Linked DNA regions of Rattus norvegicus: region 2 is linked to region 1. Evidence: chromatin contacts called from public Hi-C data. All regions are on one chromosome and are shown on one strand. The core of a region is the stretch at or near the end of the contact, and the rest is flanking DNA. Distances in the headings are between cores, read along the strand shown.

Evidence for each region. Hi-C and Micro-C count contacts between places; a contact is called where the count stands out from the background.
Region 2: a contact with region 1 is called in a Hi-C map of liver, with 1.7 times the contacts expected there. The contact joins two enhancer-like sites. A contact is called at or near these places in 3 of 12 Hi-C or Micro-C datasets (Schwann cells, kidney and liver) and 1 of 1 datasets of contacts at active chromatin or transcription factors (oligodendrocytes).

Annotation. Positions count from the first base shown.
Region 1 is chr19:65,390,931-65,396,412 of GRCr8, forward strand. It overlaps a transcript of Gse1 not described here. Among named protein-coding and RNA genes, the nearest start is that of Gse1, 100 kb to the right of the region's middle. Within about 2 kb of position 3,706, at least 26 of the 93 cell types and tissues checked have an H3K27ac peak or open chromatin away from gene starts, as enhancers often do. A contact at or near this core is called in kidney and liver, where this site is marked.
Region 2 is chr19:65,449,803-65,455,548 of GRCr8, forward strand. It overlaps a transcript of Gse1 not described here. Among named protein-coding and RNA genes, the nearest start is that of Gse1, 42 kb to the right of the region's middle. Within about 2 kb of position 2,914, at least 20 of the 93 cell types and tissues checked have an H3K27ac peak or open chromatin away from gene starts, as enhancers often do. A contact at or near this core is called in kidney and liver, where this site is marked.

The DNA of each region.
Region 1 (5,482 bases), core at 2,456-4,955:
TAACTGAGATGTAGTAGTCCTGGGGTAGAGGTGGGGGTTCATTCAGTCTCCTGTGGCTCTAGGATCTGGGATCCAGATATCATCCCTGATAACTACCGGGCTGTGTTCCTAGAACCTCTGATGGGCCCTACTTGAAATCTGAAGCCCACGCTGAGCCTCAGAGGACAGCAGGCTACCTGTTCTGTGGCATCGGCGCTGTATGGGCAGTTGTGAGGTGGAGGAAGGACCAGGCTGGGTTTGGTGAGTTTCGCTGAGAACTGAGGGCTGCTAAGAACACCCAAGGCCTGCAGGCCTGGGTGGGTTACTGAAGATGGACAGAGGTAGACCCAAGAAAACATGCAGAGGATTATTAGCCTGGAGTTTCTGTTATCCTACCGTCTGATGCCCAACTGTCAAACAGAAGCAGTCCCAGTAAGGCAGGCAGCATGTTCACAGACATGACAGAATTTGTCTTCTCTTCTCATCCTTGTTTGTCCTTACACCCTTCCCTTCCCTCCCCTCCCCTCCCTTCCCCTTCCCTTCCCTTCTCTTCCCTGTCCTTCCCTTCCCGGGTCTAACCGTACCTGCTATGATTTTTTTTTTTTTTTGGTTCTTTTTTTTTTTCGGAGCTGGGGACTGAACCCAGGGCCTTGCGCTTCCTAGGCAAGCGCTCTACCACTGAGCTAAATCCCCAACCCCGCCTGCTATGATTTGCTCCTTGGGTTCTGCTTGCCCAGATTCCCCTGCCCATACCATTCTCAACTTGTGGTACGGAGTTCCCAGCTTACCGAGCCAAGACTTCTCAAGTCCCTGAACTCTGAGTTGAAATGATGTGGCACTGGTGGGCCCCAGTAGCTCAGCTGCCTTGGAGCCTGGACCACATGTCCAACACAAGTGTCTGTCTGTCTGCTTATCGACTCCAGTGAAATCAGCGTGTGCACACCAGCCGCACCCCCTCCCGCAGGGAATCATGATGCTCACCGGTTCTGCACCCAGAGCTCCTGCCGAACGGGCAGCTCTGGTCTCTGGCTGGGTGCAAGGCAGGATTTAGGGGTTAGGTTTTTCAGTTTTACCAAGACCTAGTTCACACACTATAAAGACTCTTCTCCATTTCTTGGTGGTAGGACTGTAGCTCAGACTGGCCTGGACCTGTCCATCTCCCTGCCTCAGTTTCAGCCATGCTTGGATCGCAGATAGTGTCCTCACACCCAGCCTTCAGCATCATGTATGTAGGTCTCACCTTGGCAGCGTGTCTAACTGCTTTGTTTATGGCTGAGTAACAGTCTGTGGTGTGGACCAGCCTGCTTGTCTCTAGCAATTAGTCACTCACTGTCTCTGGGCATAGGGTGGACACAGGTTTTCAGTTGTCTAAGCACTGAGGTTTTTAACTTCTCACTTCCTGAGAGAGTTCCTGCCAACCCTGGGGGACGCGGTACATCAAGGAGCTGGCTGCAGAGGTCACATTGCTACCACACACTGGACATTACCCAAGTCATACGTGCATCACAAGGGCAGTCCGCGTCCTTTAAAAACCCTGGATTCCCACATCCCACCCAGGTTCCCAGCTCAAGACCTTATGTAGCCCAGGCTGGACTTGTGGCTGCTGAGGTGACCTTGAATTCCTGATCCTCCTGCATCTGCCTCATGATTGCTAGGTTTGCACACCTATAAAACCCCCATGCTCATTCTATGTGAGGAAAGGAATTGAAGCCAGAGTTTCATGTAAACTCGGGTCAGTTGGGCAACCACTACAAAACTCCCCTTCTGACCAGAGGGTAAGCCTCTTGGCCCTCCACTGCTGCCACCCCTGGTCCCTAAAGAGGAGCATTCTCTGTCCTGGAGGTCCCCTAAGACCCGCTGCCTCCCTGGCCACCCATAGTAGATGACCCAGCAGAGCAGCAGTCCTCTGCTCTGCATCCAATTGCTCTCCCAGGGGACCGGGGAACCAATTCAATCTGCTGAGGTGTCACTCCCACAGCAGGTGCAGTGGGGGGGTGGGAACAGCCAAAGTCCCCGGGGAGAGCAGGTCGTGGGGGGTTGGGGGGGGTGGGTGAGGCTGCCAGGCAGTCTGAGAATCCCCCAGTCTGATTTTTCAGATAGACACCCATTGGGAACGCCCTCCCCCATTTCCAGCTTGAAGCCAAGAGCTCTCCACCTGCCCCTGTAGTCCTGAAATAATCATCAGGTCAGCAGCTGGGCTCCACGCTGAGCCAGCACTTGAGGGTGGGGGTGGGGGCGTGCAGGCAGAAACCGCAGGCCAAGGTTCCCTCCCTGGATGGCACCGCCGAGCCTCTGCTCAGGGGTTTCAGTTTTATTTTGTAACCTGCCCCGCTTCCTGCTAAGCTGACTGTCTCAGATCTCAGCATCTGTTTCTTCTCTCAGATCCACTGGGTCGGTCTAGCCGCTCCTGACACCCGCTCTTCTTGAAACAGTCAGACCTCTCTCCTCTTCCCCACGCATCCATTCTGAGGCAGCTGAAGAGAGAGAGAGCCAGACTTCCCAGGTTCAAATTCAGGCTCTGCATGACTCAGCCAGCGAAGCAGATTCTCTTAATCTCTAAAGTGCAGGCCAGAAAACCTCCTTTTTTTTTTTTTTTTTTTTTTTTTTTTTTTTTTTTTTTGGAAAATTCACCAAGATAAACCATGTAGGAACTACAGTTGGCCTCGGTGGAGGGAGAGTCTTGTATCTCACAGAGGGGAAGAGGCAGAGGGACAGAATGCTCGAGGAGGGTTTCGAGGGGTGTGTGGGAGTTTCTTGGATGCACGCAGAAGAAAGTCAATCCAGTTCAAAGGGACCTTGTCAAGAACTGAAGTCCAGTGGACGCTACCGTGTGCCAAGGGACCATAGATGTTGCAAGGAGCCCAGAGAAGGTACAAAAGGAAACCTTCCCTCCATTAGGTGCATGATTTGGGGCAGATCGAGACACAGAGAGAGTCCTGGTGATGTCACCAAGGTCACACAGCTGGAGGTCATACAGTTGGGATATGGTACGGTCTTCTGTCCCCACCCTTAGCTGCCTGTACAGCGTGTCTGTGGGCCAATTTGGTCCTTGTTCCTACTTGGACTGGTGTCTCAAAGCCTGGTGCTGGTGGGGCCATCGATGTCCAAGGGCCTTGCTGCGTCTTCCATTCATCGGCCTTGATGTCCCAGGCGGAAAGGCTGTGGTTGCTCAGCCCGCCTCTCCGTTCCCAGTGCAGATGGTTACGAAAGGCCTTTGTAAATGTTTCATGTTGGCTGCTGCTCCTACCCTGCTAGAAGGCTGCCAGAACCTGCTAGAACCTGCCAGAGCACAGTGTCTGTGGCTGTGCCCGGCTCTGTCAGGTGAGAGAGAGTGTGTGCACAGACTCTGCTCAGCCCCCATAGGATCCAGGTTCAGCCCAGTGCCTCTCCTGTGGCCTGGCACACTCCCCCTGCCTTAGCCCTGGAGCACGGCGGGTGACTGTCCTACCCAGGAGCCTGACAGAACTCCAGCTACTGTTCCCTCTCACTGGCAGGTCTTGGGGGATCCAGTGTCTCTGAGGCAGTGGGATGAGACCTGGCGCTGCTTGGCTGCACACCTGAGAAGTCACTGGCAAAAGTGTTCCCTTAATTAACCGAGAGAGCAGCCAGTCCCCGAGTAATCTACCAGCAGGTGTCGGCGGCTGCGCTGTAAGTAAGGGTGCCACTGTGTGTGAATAATTCAGACCTCAGGGACAGCCTCTGCTCCTGCCCTCCTGTTCACAGCCTGGTGCCTCCCACAACGTCTGTCCGTAGCCTGTGCACCCAGGCAGCATGTGGGAGGGATACCGCACCCTAGCTATACTAGCTCTCAAATGGGGAAACAGGCCTTAGAGAGACGGCCTCACTGGGGCTGCAGTAGGTCTTGTTCTGCATTTGTGTGAAGCAAGTCTGGATTCCTATGGGAGGAAGAGTGACCGTGAGACATGTGGGAAACACTGCTGGCGATGAACCCCTCAGCTAGCATACGGGTTCCATTGAGTGTCACCTGCCACACTCCCCTGGCCTCAGACCTTGCTGAACCCAAAGTTCCCTGCAACCATCTGGGACCACCCTTGGGTCCTGTTCCTGCTTATGATCTAATCATGAGTTAGCAGAAAGCTGAGGCAGGAGGATGGCTGGCCATAAGTTTAAAGGCAGTCTGGGTTGATTATGGAGTGAATTTGAAGCCGCAATGTCTGCACACTGGTGACAGAGACCAGACCGGCACTGTCCGTGCGCCACGCTGACTGTTAGATTTGACTACTCACTCAGCACGGGCTCCTTTCCATGGACGGGGAAACAGAGGCAAAGAGAGGCTGAACAACCTTGCTGAACCACACAACTGAGTCAGGCCAGGAAATTGGCCTCTGACTCAGGGCCTCATAGCCCCACCCTGCTGCCCAGCCAAGGCCCTTGTTCCTGATTTCTTCTTCATCCTACAGAGAGAGCTGTGAGTGTGGGAACATGTGTGCATACGTATATGTGTGTACGTGCGGGTGTGAGAGAGACAGAGAAAGTAGGGGTGCATGAGAGGGATGTGTGTGCGCGTGCGCGCGCGCGCGTGTGTGTGTGTGTGTATGTGTGTGTATGTGCGGGTGTGAGAGAGACAGAGACAGAGAAAGTAGGGGTGCATGAGAGGGATGTGTGTATATTTGTGCGTGTGTGCATACATCTGGGTGTATGTGCATGCATGCGTTTGTGTGTGTGTGTGTGTGTGTGAGAGAGAGAGAGAGAGAGAGAGACAGAGACAGAGAGAGAGAGAGAGACAGAGAAACAGAGAAAGTAGGGGTGCATGAGAGGTGTGTGTGCATGTGTGCGTGCCTGTGTGTGTATGTGTGTGTGTGTGTGTGTGTGTGTGTGTGTGTGCATGCAATAGACCAAAGGCTGTGATTTGGAGAGCTGATGCACCCAGCCCCTTCCCTTTTTCACAATCCTGGGGATGGGGTTTCTGCTGGCCCAGGCCTCAGGGAACCCTGCCTGGGGTGGGGGAGGGGCTGTGCTGAGTGGAAAAGGCAGTCTCACCAGTCCACCATCCCTTGAGGGTGGCATCAGGGTTCCCAGGAGTGAGGCGACCCAATTACAAGAGCAATTAAGGGTACGCTGACGCACAGCCAGCAGCCGAGGTGCCCACCTCGAGAGTGACAAGCCAGCCCGGCGGGCTGGGCGCGTTTTAATCCAGGGAAGGCTCCAGTGTTAATGGTGCGAGCAGGCTCATTAGCTGTAATCCATCTGTCCTTAATGCGGTGGTGCAGGCGCAGCCTGCGGGAAGCAGGCAGCCCTTGCAGGAGCTGCTGGCTGCAGGCAAGCAGGGCTGAGGAGGGCTGTACCCATAGCAGGGTGGGGCTGGCTCCCTCCCTCCCTACTCAAAAAATGAAGTAGAGGCCAGGGTCCAGGTCCTGGAGCTGTGGGAAAGGTCACTTGCTCCTCTGGCTTTGGAAAGCTGGGCTAGAACCTTCTGGGGGGGCTGTGAACAAGTTTCCTTCCCTTGCTGGGCCTGTGATGCATTCTGGGAAAATAAACGAGC
Region 2 (5,746 bases), core at 1,664-4,163, 58 kb after region 1:
CTCCTGCCAGACCAATAACGACAGTCGTAAAAATAAAAAGGATAATAAAATAAGGAAGAGGCTGTGGCCACTTCACATACGGCTTGTTCCACGCCAGACTTGCTAATTTGACGGACGGCGCTGGGTGGTCAGGCTGTGCTTGCCCCACTTGACAGCAGAGGAAACTGAGGCACCAGGGAAGCTGAGGTCACTGGAGCAGCAAAAGGAGCAGCAAAAGGCTCAGCTGGGCCCTGACCCCTGACCCCAGGCAGTCTGGCTCCAGAGTCTCTGCTTAATAAATATTTGTTGACCGGTCAGGGAGGGATGGCGGCTGGTATTGGCAGTGGCGCCCTCCTGGGGCCCCTTATCTTGTTCCTGACTGTTGGCTGACCCTGCCCTGGCCTCTAGCTGAACTCTTGGTGACCCCACCTCCCCCTGGATTCCCTGTCCTTAGCCAGGAAGGATGCTCTGAGACCTGCCATCAAGGGACTGGGTCCTGAGAGGGCCATGGCTAGTGGCGGTACTTAGCCTTATCTCTGTTGGGACATCTTCTGTGCCCAAAGCTGCCCCCTGAGGTCATAGTGAGTCATTCAGAGATAGGTGACCGGGCTGACCCGATGCCTTTCTGAGCCAACCCTAGCTTACTCTGCATAAAGTCGGGGTAGTGGAAGGATGGAGGTTTCCAAAGATTGCTCTCTGGAGTGTTCTAGCCTGCGTACAAGGCTAGATGTGGACTGTGCCCAGCACGTCTTGGGGGGGGGGGTGTGTATACAGGCCTCCCTTGCCAGTTACACCCTCGCCCGTGAGATCCTAAGGAAACACTGGAGACCTGCTCTTGGGCCAGGCTAAGTCTGCGAAGAAGGTTTGTCCATTTTTGCAGTGACAGAGAGACCTTCTTACTTACAGCTCAGACACAGTGGGGACTGCACCGGGCTCACAGCTAGCATTTTCAGGGCGGTCACTAATTAATCTCAGACACCCCTGAGAACTGGGGAGGGACTACCACATTTGGATCTGTGAAGACTGGGAAAGCCAGGGGCCCTTTTGTCTCAGCTGTGACTCGGCCCCTCTGGATGAGGTCAGGCCCTCTCACTAGGGCCTGGTCTGGCTCTCACCGCTGCTCAGTGAGATAGATGGTCATTAGGGTTCCCTCTGGCTTCGGTGTCTCTGCAATGCCATGGGTGGGAATCGATCTGCCCCTTCCTCTGACTTCTTCTTCACTCTTCCTGCTGTGCAAGCAAATGTCTGGAGGGCACTGGGTTCTGCCTGGAGGAGGAAGAGGAAGAAGAGGAGGAAGAGGAGGAAGAGGAGGAGGAAGAGGGGGAGGAGGGAGACTGTACTTCCTCTCTAGAGGAAGATGGCCAGTGGGAGAGCCTAGCCAGACAGATCATCCCTGGCAGAGCCAGCCAGGGGCCAGAGGGTCTCTGCCTCTGTAGCATTTACTCCGAGTGCCTGTCTGCCTTTGACATGGGTGAAGTGCCAGGGTCCAGTAAGCTCTATTTATATATGCAGCCGAGGACACTTGCCAGGAAGGCTCTCAGGCCTGCGCCTTCCAGTTTCCTGGGGGACTGGCTCTGCGCAAGGTTGGTGCTCCCACAGTCACTCTTTAGGAAGGACCAAGTAGGGTGTTCTTTTTTGGCCACACTGGGGCTTGAACCCAGAGTCTCGAACACACCAGGCAAGTGCTCTACCCAGCCCTCCTTTTATCCTTTTTTAAAAAATTACTTATTTATTAAATGTATATGAGTACACTGTAGCTGTCTTCAGACCCACAGGATGAGAGAGGGCATCGCGATCCCATTACAGGCAGCTGTGAGTCACCATGTGGTTGCTGGGATTTGAACTCAGGACCTCTGGAAAAGCAGTCAGTTCTCTTAACCGCTGAGCCATTTCTCCAGCCCGCTCCCCCACCCCCTCTCTTTTTTTAAAGCTTTGGGACAAAGGCTTGCTAAGTAGCTGAGGGTGGATTTGAACTTACTCTGCACCTCAGGGTGGCCAAAGCTTTTCACTGTCCTGAGTGCTGTGTTTATAGTCAGCTGCTTCCGGCCTGCCTCGAAATACACTTTGCAGAGTCCCTAGTAGTCATAGTGTGTGTGTGTGTGTGTGTGTGTGTGTGTGTGTGTGTGTCTGTCTGTCTGTCTGTCTGTCTGTCTGTCTAGAGATGGTTCGCAGGGCCTCGAAGATGCTAGGCAAACACTACACTCCAGACCCTGAAGTGACTGACCTTTCCTCAGAGAAATGAATGGTAACACCTATGGGTGATGACCAGAGGAAGGGCTTAGTGCATGGGGACTTTTCCCTTGTGGGTGGTCCATGGACTGAGGTGGACTCACCAGGGGCCATGCCATAGGAGGGAAGACGGGAGTTGAATGAAGGGATAATTCAGATATCATGTTCTTTCTTCCTTTTTAAGAGCCCCATACAGATTTAAGGTCCTTTTGTTAATTTAGGAACGTAAAACCGTGATGTACAGCTTGGCTTGCTCGTAAAATCACAAAGTGTGACATATTTAGATCCCCGAAGGCTTGGGGTAAAAGGGAAGGAATGGGTGAGAATCTTTTTTAACATGTCTTAGGGGAGATTCATTTTTCCGGCTTTCCCCCCAGCAGTGCCAGACGCTGTACAGCTCCTCAGGGCCTCATCGCTGCCTCCCGAGTTGTGTGGAACTCAACTGGAAATGGGGGTGTTTGGCAGGTGGCCAGGCCCAGATCCTGCCCTCAGCCCCCAGCCCCCAGGCCTGCCAACCCCTGGACTCCCTTGCCTTGTTGGATCACACTTGCTCTGCCTTCCGCCCATCCCCACCCGCAGCGAGGCCGGAAGTGCCCTCTGACCAGGCCTGGCCCACTGCCCAGCCAGCCTTTGGCTACCGGCTTAATGGCCTGTACGATCAGGAAGTCACCAGACCCTTGGTCTCCGAGGAGGTCAGACTGCTGAGTCCTCCTCGTCTATGGGGACCAGTGTTGCCTGGCTCTCCTCCCTGACAGGCAGTGCAGGCTGGGTACCTGGGCTCCTGGCCCTGCTGGGCAACTGTGAGTCCTACAGTGTTGCTTTTCACCGGGAGCATGTGTGCCTGGCCTAGTTCCACACTCCGTGAGGTGGAACAGGGATTGAATATCAGGGTGACAAGCTGATTCTGAGCTCCCCGCCATCCGGGGCTTTCCTGTTCTGTAGAAAAGGTGGGGGTTGGGGATTTAGCTCAGTGGTAGAGCACTTGCCTAGGAAGCGCAAGGCCCTGAGTTCGGTCCCCAGCTCTGAAAAAAAGAACCAAAAAAAAAAAAAAAAAAAGAAAAGGTGAAGGTTCAGCTTGAGTTGGAGGCAGAGACTGTGTCCAGGAGGAGACCCCAGCCCTCCTCCTTGGTGGTATTTTTATAGCAAGGTTCCAGAGCCTTTGAGTCACCAAAAATCAGCAGGGCTCTTGCAGAAGTCAAGGGTCCCGACGGTGGGGGTCGGGGGAGGAAGTAGGGCTCTTTGTGGCAGCCAGACATGCGCATGCAGCATGCATCTGATCCTGTGGCCTAGGAGTGGCTGGGGACTGGACCTTGTCCTCACAGCCCAGGCTCTGCAGAAGGAGGCAGGGCATGTGCTGGGCCGGACTCTTGGGGCTTTGACATCTGTGGGAGTGGTAATAGCTTTGGGGTCAGACGGGTGTTGGGACTACTCTTGGGAGTGTCTTAAATGTCATCACACCTCTGAGGTCAGGTTCTGTGAGCTGAGGGGACCCAGAATTTTTTTGTTTTTGCTTTTCTTTGTGTTGGGCATACACATGCTACTACATACATGTGGAGGTCAGAGGACAACTTGTGGTGGTCAGTTTTCTCTTTCCACCATGTGGGTCCTGGGATTGAACTCAGGTCATCAGGCTTGGCAGCAAGCACCTTGGCCCACTGAGCCAGTTTGCCAGCCTGACCCAGAATTTTGTTGTTGTTGTTTAGTTTTTTTTAAAAAAAAAAGATTTACTTCTTTATATATGTGAGTACACTGTCACTGTCTTCAGACACACCAAAAGAGGGCATCGGATCCCATTATAGAGGGTTGTGAGCCACCATGTGGTCGCTGGGATTTGAACTCAGGACCTCTGGAAGAGCAGTCAGTGCTCTTAACCACTGAGCCATCTCTCCAGCCCTTTATTTTTTAGTTTTTATATTTATTTGTTGTTCGGTTTCTCAAGACAGGGTTTCTCTGTGGCCTTGGCTGTCCTAGAACTCACTCTGTAGACCAGGCTGGCCTTGAACTCAGAGCTCTGCCTAGCCTCTGCCTCCTAAGTGCTGAGATTAAAGGTGTGGACCATCACTGCCCAGCTGACCCAACATTTTGGAGGTGTCAACTCAGTGTGCCAAGCCCAGGTACCTGGAGGTACAGCGGAGAAAGTCCCAAAGGATTGCCTTGTGCAGTGGCACCTGTAGTTTTGAGAGACATACAGGGGTGTAGAAAGCCAGGATTGGGTACTGGGTGACCAGACCCCGCCCCCCCCCCCAAAAAAAAACCCAGAAGGTGTTAGCTTTGTCAGATAGGAAGGCCCTAAGGTGTCAGGGTTGGAATGGCTGAGGGGAAGGAGGGCTAAGTGTGGAGCGGATGTCTGAAGAGCAGCGTAGGCCTACAGAGCCTATCACTACTGTAGATCCTCTGGCTGCTGGGTGACGGATGGCTCTGGGGTGGCTGCTCTGTGGCTTGGAGCCATGAGATGGCATTTGGAAAATGTCCATGGGGCTGTGAGATTCACTCATGGCCATCTTGTCTGGAGACCTTGTTTCTGCACCTCTGGGAACTGGAGGATGGCGGTGTGGTAGTAAGGGTTAGAGGGTGTCTGAGGGGTCTGCAGCTTGTTTTAAGTCTGTCCACTGCAGCGCTACCTAAGCCCAGAGCCTGATGGGAGTCAGGGCTGAGCACCTCTGGGCAGGTTACCTAACTTCTCTGTTTCCTTGTGTGCTTCTCCTGTGTACCATGCAAGGTTGTCTGTCATGAGCATTGGTAAGTGCACAGGCAGGTAAGTTCCGAGCGTGGAATGCTCTGGAACTGAGGTCTGCCTTATTCGTGGAGTATTAGTTCTCTCTCAGCTGTGGCTTCAGGCTGGTGTCAGAGCAGAGACCCTTCCCAGGTTGATGCCTAAAGGAGGGCCTTACTTATGGACTCCTGCAGGATGCCAAGGAGCCTAGGCTCTCAAAATGGTCACCCACTGGTGACAAATCCTAGATACGAAAATAGTTCACCCTGCAGGCTCCCACACTGGCCTGTGTCCCACCCCAGCGGACCTCAGTCTTCGGGGATAGAAAGTTTTTCTGACTGGATCCTCTCCAGGGAGAAGGTTTCGGTATCGGATTCTTCTAAACGCTTCTGCCTTCTGCCCCCTGAATACTCCAGCCTCACCCAGCAGCCATGGAGCCCCAGGCAGACAGCACCTCATCTCTGACCAGGCCTCCTTTGAACTGGCCCCCAATGCTGCCCACCCCCTTGTCACTCTGGCTTGTAATTCATTTAGGATTAGCTCCCAGGCCTCTCACAGGTCTAACTTCTGTTGTCTTGGAAACCGTGTCAACCGTTTGCTGGTTTCTGTGATTATCTGACGAGAGAAGAGGGGGGGGCAGCAGGGATATGAAAGAGGGTAAGGGGGAGACCGCATGGGTCTTAATGGAGCTCTCTGCGGAGGCCTGGGAGGCACAAAGGGGACGGGGTGCCCTCAGACCTACAGCTGTGTGGCAGGGGCTCCCGGTGGGGGCTCTCACCACTTCCTACCACTCTGGGAACATGAGAGAATCACCCCCTCACCTCA